Regions from separate parts of the Xenopus tropicalis genome. Here region 1 is linked to region 2. Evidence: chromatin contacts called from public Hi-C data. All regions are on one chromosome and are shown on one strand. The core of a region is the stretch at or near the end of the contact, and the rest is flanking DNA. Distances in the headings are between cores, read along the strand shown.

The links. Hi-C and Micro-C count contacts between places; a contact is called where the count stands out from the background.
Region 1: a Hi-C map of neurula embryo shows a contact between it and region 2, with 1.5 times the contacts expected there. The contact joins the promoter of mypop here to the promoter of ckm in region 2. A contact is called at or near these places in 3 of 5 Hi-C or Micro-C datasets (brain, gastrula embryo and neurula embryo).

Annotation. Positions count from the first base shown.
Region 1 is chr8:70,959,636-70,963,705 of UCB_Xtro_10.0, reverse strand. It overlaps mypop (Myb-related transcription factor, partner of profilin), which reads right to left and starts at 2,552. Exons shown (of 3, transcript NM_001142037.1): 1 at 2,523-2,552.
Region 2 is chr8:70,816,724-70,820,632 of UCB_Xtro_10.0, reverse strand. ckm (creatine kinase, M-type) reads right to left here and starts at 2,353. Exons shown (of 8, transcript NM_204043.1): 1 at 2,335-2,353.

The sequences.
Region 1 (4,070 bases), core at 1,303-3,802, 140 kb before region 2:
ATTATTTAATAAAAGGATACTCACAAAAAGTGTGTAAGTAATAGGAATGATACTGAGAGTTCTACAGTGTATTAAAGCTCTCAAAGATAGAAACAAAGATATTTACATGTTAAATTATACAGAAATGGTCCCTGTGAGTCAGTGACAGACTTATAATGGTTTCCTCCCACTGCGAGGATCATGTATGTCTTTGGAAATATATATATATATACAAATGTAATATATATATATATATATATATATATATATTATACCACCTGTAATACATGGTGGTGGAGTGCTTGCATGCCCGCACAACTGAGTGTTTTGCCGACGCACGGGGGGGCGGGCTTTGGGGGGTCGCGGTGGAGGCACAACGTGCCTGTGCCGGTACTAGTTGGTGGGATTAATAGTGAGTGCTCGGGCGACACATGGGGGGGCATACTGCTTGACTCGAGTATAAGCCGAGGATTCCTGTTTAAGCACATTTTGAGTGCTGCAAAACTTGGCTTATACTCAAGTATATACGGTAATATTGTGTCCAGAGTAGAAAAGATACTAAAACATTTGTGTAGGAAACTGCCTTTTGGATTATTATTAGTAAATTACCTCACAAGAACCAAACATGGAATGCCTTCTGTCTCCCTGTTCAGCTCAAGAAATATCAAAAACCACATTTGTTTTGCTATTAAAACAATAGGTATAAAGAGCCCTATTTACTAAACTCATGTTGATAAGGGAGTGTACTGCTCCTTTAACTGATTGGTATAATAAACTCTTTGTCTTTATATGAATAAAGCATGAAAAGTATATACATCTCTATGTACAGGGTACAATTGTGTTGAAAGAGGTTGTCCAGCCAAAAATATATTTTTTTCTTTCCATGATAAAAGAAAAAGTAGTTCTCAGCCACTCCAATAAACATCTAGTTTTTTAACGACAATTTGTAATTCAACTTCCAGCTGAAATAAGTTTTTTTTTTCAATTTGCCAGACTACAGAAAAATGTATTAGAAATCAACTCCTCTAGCTAAGACACCAGCACACTTCTGTTCTTTACTGCAGGTCTGTCAGTCACAGAATGTAAAAGGCATTGTGGAAATAGGAGTCTAAAAGGGAGTACGGATGACTAGCAGTACAATTTATATTTGGTACAAAGAAAATGGCATTGTAAAGGGCATAACTGATTATCAATTGCAGTCTCATCTACATATAACTATAAACTCACTGAAAAGTACATTGTAAAGTTACGGACATTTTGTTTAAATATGCAAAAGGAAAAAAACCCCAAGTACTGACATCTGTTATTAGATCACAATACATCCTCCTGCTAACACTGGCACATCCTCCCTTAAGCACCATGCATATATGTCGCAGGGGATTCCAACAGTTTTTACCACACATGTTAAAGAATATAGACACATCACCTTAAAAACATACACTGCAAAAAAGTAACTTATTAGGGCCAACTTTAGACCACTAACCCCCCCCCTCCCTTTAACAAGGTTGATGCGACAAGAAGTGATTTGTACATTACTCTGAAGCTGTTTGTGAGCAAAGTACACATACATAGTACATTTTAATGTCAGAGGACAGAGGGCGCATTTTGGCAGTTTATACAGTGCTGCCAGTAGCTCATTATAACTGCTGACTTACTGCTTGCTGTGGGCATGTAAAGTAGCTTCTATGGTAAAATAACAAAAAAATAAAACAGCCCTGCTGGTAAAGCTAGCTGAACTCCAAGCACTAAGGTATTTGGATGTAGTAGTTGCCCTATGCATACATTCAGCTATGGTACATGAATAAATCAATGAAACTACAAGAAGAATAAAGTCATTTGAAGTTGCAGCACCAGGCAGAGACTTGTTGGTGTACAAAGTGCACTCATGAGTTCAGAAGACTGTGGCCCCATTTGCTAAACTGGCGTCAGTTACAGCTGCTGTAACCCATAACAACTAATCAACTTTGTCAGCCTGGGGCAGTAAGACTAAGGAGAGCAAACATGGTTGCTATGGGTTACTGTGCTGGTGCAAATGGCACCTTTGTTAGTAAATGAGGAGCCTGCATACCCTAGGCAGTGAGAGGGAGGACGCAGCAGTGATACATTAAATACAGTTTGGAATTTTGTGGGCAGAGAAATTGGCTTCGGACACCTTTACACAAAGCCCCGTGTGTATAAAACAACAGCGTTTTCCCACAAGAGTTCCCTTTGTACAACAAGAAGTAAAATATCGTGTAAATTAAGCGACTACGGATACCGTTAAAGACCAAAATAGTGTTGGATAACAGAGTGCTCCAATGCCGAGGGCGGTGGAAGTACCAAACAGAGTGCGACAGTGCGTGTGGGTGCAGTTAGTAATGATTCCAAACGGGTACTGAATAAGGAGTTGTGAGCCTGCCAGGATTTAATGCTGCAGGAAAGTAAATACAGGGCGGGAAATATACTCATTGTGGGAATTGTGTGCATTGTACGAACCTTAGGGTGAATTCTATGCAATACTATAGAATGCGGGGTGTGCAGAGTATATTATTGCTAGGTCTCACCTATCTGCTGCCTCTTCTGCTCCACCTCTTCCTCTTCCTCTCCCCCCTTGTGCAGCCCTATGGGAAAACAGAGCATGCGCCTGGCGGCTTCACTTCAGCCACCCGCCTACTTCCTCTCCACTGTGCCTTCTACAAAGGATTCTGGGAAACAAGCGACAATAGGGAAAAAAAGCTCATTGCCTCGGCCAGTGAATGCTATTCTCTTATTGGCCAGCAGGTGGTAGCCTCGGATCGTACCGTTATGCGCTGGGTGTTTTCGGCTGCGCTCATCAGTTACTAGTAGCAAAGGGTGAATTTGGAGGACCAGATGTCAGAAAATGATCTTCTTGATGTGTACAAGAAAACAATCACAAATAGAACTGTTAATATATTTGGAATTCTGGAACATACTTTTCTTTGAACAGATTTCTTTTTTTTAATTTTCAACCTCAGCATTTTTTCCCTACTACTGTTCCTATTACTGTTCTTTGTCTGCATCTGTTAAATAATTATTCAGGATTTCGTTTTTATACAGTCTGTAGTTTCAAGTTTGGTATCTATTATCCAGAATGCTTGTGACACAGAGGTTTCTGCTAGTGATGAGCGATTTTTTTTTTGCGTCAAATTTTCACCGAAGTTTCAGAAAACAATTTGCCGTTGACAAAATGCGGAAATTTGCTGCGAATCCATGCCTGGTGAAAAAATTCGCTCATCACTAGTTTGCTAGTTTTTCTGTTATGCAGAGCATCATGCTTTAAAGGAGAAAGAAAGTTAAAAACTAAGTAAGCTTTATCAGAAAGGTCTATGTAATGGAAGGAGCCTCTAGGGATGGTTACTCAGGTATGCTAATGATTTCTGCAGAATAAATATAGTGTTCTAGGTGGCACTAATGTGACAAATCTATTGGCAGTAAAATGCCAAAATTACTTTCCTTCTCCTTTAAGGTTACTAAACATATTTAGAAATTCTTTTCCACCAACATGGATTTGCTGTCTTATTTCCAGGCACTTATTATTAGGTCTTATTATTACTGAAAAACTAGTTAAACATAGAGATTGTTTTAATTACACACTGGGACATAAAATAGGGCACTGTGAAACTGCACTGCTGTATTAAGGGCCTTTGGGATAATAGCTTGCCAGCTAAATTGATCTCATGCATGTACAGGTATGGGATCCATTTCCCAGAAACCCATTATCGAGAAAGTTCCAAATTACAGGTAGGCTATCTCTTACAGACTCCAGACTAAATAAATTACGTGTTTTCTCTATAATAATAAAACAGTGCCTTGTACCTAATCCCGACTAAGATATAATGAATCCTTATTGAAGGCAAAACAACCGTATTATTTAATGCTTAAAAGATTTTTCATAGACAAAGTATGGTGATTCAAATTACAGGAAGATCCCTTATCCAGGTCATGAGCATTTTGGATAACAGGTTCCATACCTGTATAAAGAATTCAGAATTTTCTACTATGCAGATGAACCTATACGTAAGGGGGGGATAACTATGAGTTCAATAGGCCAAGGATGGGTCCAGTTGCACCTGATTTCCAGTTTGCACACT
Region 2 (3,909 bases), core at 1,104-3,603:
ATGAGACGTGCGATCTTATGCAACAAATGGCAAAGCATGTTGAGTTGGCGATTTGACAAAAGCATATGATATGGTAGGTGTAGAGGTGAGTTTGTGCATGACCAGTAAGATACTATGTGACACTTTATTGGGCTGTGTTCTTGAATGTGCCTGTTCAGTAGCAGCGAGTGGCAGTTTGGCAGTGCTGGGACAGCACGTTCTGGATAAATATAGATCATGCCATTTCTGTACACATAGCCAAAGCTAACAGGTGGCTGTGCTGTGAAACATGAGAGGAAAGAAAGGGGGTGGGGAGAGGTTTAAAGTTCTGAAAAGAGTACTGAAAGAGTAAAGGATGGTGCACGATACTTATCCTTGCCAAAGCCAAAGCAAGATAGACAGACAGACAAACAAACATGCAATCACTTTAAGTATCTGTCTATCATGGTAGGGCTTACCAATACTGAAGGGTTGAATGACCCATAAATCAACTGTCCCCAGTAAACAGATATTCCTATACTAGAAAGAGATTTTTGAATTCACTGACAGATGATCAGTTGTAGGGAAAGCTGCCTACTGGGGGACAGTCTTACTGAGATAGGGTTAAAGAGAGTAGGTCTTTCACAAGGTCCTAAGTGAAAGCATCTGAAAATTCATCAGGAAACCAGTTGTTTTGGAAAGAAAGATTTAGGAGCTTTGCAGCCATTCTTGCAGGTATTTTTTTTTTTTTACAAGGAATGGTTTAAGTCTCTTTAGGTTTATTTAACAGAAAAAGGATTTAAGTTCTGTAGCTCTGTTTAGCTGTGAGTTATTCAGACTTTTTAGGTCTAATAATTAAGCAGGCATAATTACCTTATTACATAGTTAACAAGGCATCCAAAACCGCATTTCACCAAAATCACTGTTCAGGCTATTAATTTTGGAGCTTCTGAGTTAAAGTTATAGGTCCCAATAAATGGGAAAGAATAAGGGCTCTTGCATTTGAACATTTACAACTTTGATTCCATGCATTGATTTTTGCCATCCACCACACGGGGATGTAAGAGTTAAATGAACCCATGCTTCTCTATGGGGACTGTACACACTGGAGCATACCGAGTCACAACATGCAGTAGTTCAGATAGACAGGATCTGAAAGACTAACCATTCTGGCACTGCACAACAGATTGTCGTAACAGTTACTAAATTATATTTGTACATACAACATTTTCTATATGCGCCACATTGATAGTGTGTGGTGTTGTCATATTTTATGTGTACAACTTAGGAGGAGCATTGCTCTAGTGGACTGACTTGAGGGCAAAAATGTAAATGCTCCACAAGTTTGCTGGTTAAGACTCTACAGATCTGCCTTACAAGAAAGTATACCTTACAAGCAAATAATGAAAGGCTCTAAAAGTCTACCATACAAAAAGGGTTGAAGAATTCCAAGATCTGTCCAAGATCTGTGTTAAATGCTCAAATGAGTTAAATCCTCATAAGATCTGTATTATTGTAACTATTTATAAATATTAAGGCTCTACGTCCTTTCCTTGCTTCATGCACTAAGGATGCCATCACTAATGCACAGGTCGTCACATATGAAGGGTCAGTAAAAGGTAGATATAACAGTGGTAAGCTCACTTCTGGTGGGTGCTAAGGAATAGTTGAGAAACCTACTGTAAACATTAATGAAAATGGTAACAGCTGTTTTGTACTTATTTATCAGCAAATACATGCAAAATTTACAATCATTTTAGTCTACAAAAAGAACATGTAAATGTTACTGCAGGGGTCTCCCTGATATAATTGCATCGATCAAGTATCATATACAGGGAAAGGTTTAATGCACTGCAGCCTTCACATAGGGACACAATTATATGGTCTGCAAGTGTCCTTCTTTGTACACTTTCTAGGCACTTGGTCTGCCCAGAGTTCTGCAGAAACCTACAGTTTGGTTTCCACACAATACTTTCTAGCTAGAAGGATATTACTTTTGTACGAAAAAAGTTGCATGTGTGGTTTATAAACTTATGCTTTGCAAGTATATTTTGCTAAAGGAAGATTTACATTCTATGAAGATATTAATGAGATGACGCTATAAATTTACCATTCTAAGTAAAAGTTATAGATGTGGAAGTCCTGTGCATTGTAGTTGGTTGGAGCCCCAATATATGTAAATTAAGAATTTATATCCTGCAACCAACCAGTTGATGTTGCATCTACCAAATCTAGGGGGCAAATGCCCTCTCTCCCAAACCCTAAAACTGGCTCTGGTTGTCTTTTGTTTGAGAATTTGCAGGTCTATTTTGGCAAAGAACAAGTTCACACACAACAAGGCTTTCCCCCTAACAGTAGAAGGGTAAAATGTATTACCTGCTTTAGAGACGGAGCAAACTTCAGGGTGACCCAACTAGCTCATCCAAATTCTATCTTATATAACCCTAAGTTGCTTTCAATTGGCCAGCTCTTTGAAGGTGTGAAATGTGTCACTGTGATGTCAAGACATCAACGCCTTCTCATTGGTTCCTATTATATCTGACTTGATGCCTTTATCTGGAGCACAAGAGCTCAGCTTTCTCACTATGGGTTATAATTAGAGAGTGGGTGGGTCAGTTCAGTAGTAGTACAGACAGAGGGAATTTTGGATCCTATCATACACTGGGTGACACGGTGAAGCAGAGAGAGAGGGGGAACTAGGAATTTCAATTTACCCATCTCAGTCAGGCAGAGACAGTGATAGAGTATGAAAAATCTAAAAGCCTGGCTGCTAAGCAGGGGGACAGATGTACAGACAGATAAGGTTTGGAAGATTCACCATTCTGATCAGTGTTACACTGAAAACTGAGTTGCCATTCTGCACTGGGTGATTCCAGGATATTACTAGTGTTACTGCACTGATGAAAATGCATGCTTTTCTTTACAGATGAGTGCTAAGGTGATCATATGTGCCAAGAATCAATCAGGTAATTTGGCCAATTCGACATTAGTCCCTGACCATCTGAGCATGTATTGTACCTAGATGATACCCAACGTACCATTCTGTGACTATCAAAGTTTGGTAATGTTTATAGTTCAATCTTACTGCCTGACTATCTGCACACACCGTCCAGGGTGCACCCAACAGAACATCCTGCTGATCAAAGGAGATCAATAGCTGATCGTTCGGATACAGTGACTGATGCAGAAAGCAGATACAAAGAGTTTTCTCTGGTTTAGTAAACTAGATGATCTGTTTGTTTTAAAACAGCCTAGCCTCTAAATGCTACCTGCTGATTGTCAGTCTCAACAAAGCAGTGCTATTTAAAGGAACAGTAACACCAAAAAATGAAAGTGTATAAACTTAACTAAAATGTAATGTGCTGCCGCCCTGCACTGGTAAAAGTTGTGTGTTTACTTCAGAAAGTCTACTATAATTTATATAAATAAACTACTATGTAGCCATTCAAAGGAGAAAAGGCACAGGCACATAGCAGATAACAGATAAAACACTATTGTATTCTACAGAACTTATCTGTTATCTGCAATGTAACCTGTGCCTTTTCTCCTTTTTTCCAGCTTGAATGGCTGCCCCCATGGCTACACAGCAGCTTATTATATAAATTATAGTAGTGTTACTGTAGCAAACACACCAGTTTTACCAGTGCAGGGCAACAGTGCATTATATTTGTATTACTTTAAAGCTCTTTCATTTTTTGGAGTTACTGTTCCTTTAACTGCAACACTTTATTTGGATAAAACTAAACCGCCTGTTTTGGGACCTGTGCCCTTTGTCAAAGCACTGTTTGGCTCTGCTTTCTTTTTTTGTGACCAATTACCAAGGGGTGACACAATGACAGATAGTGGAACAGTGTGAGCCCATTAACTCTATTTGATGCATAAGAAAGAGTGGCAATTTCTTTTTTGCATACTACCTTGCTACTGTTCTGTTTGTTTGGGTTAAGGCCCATC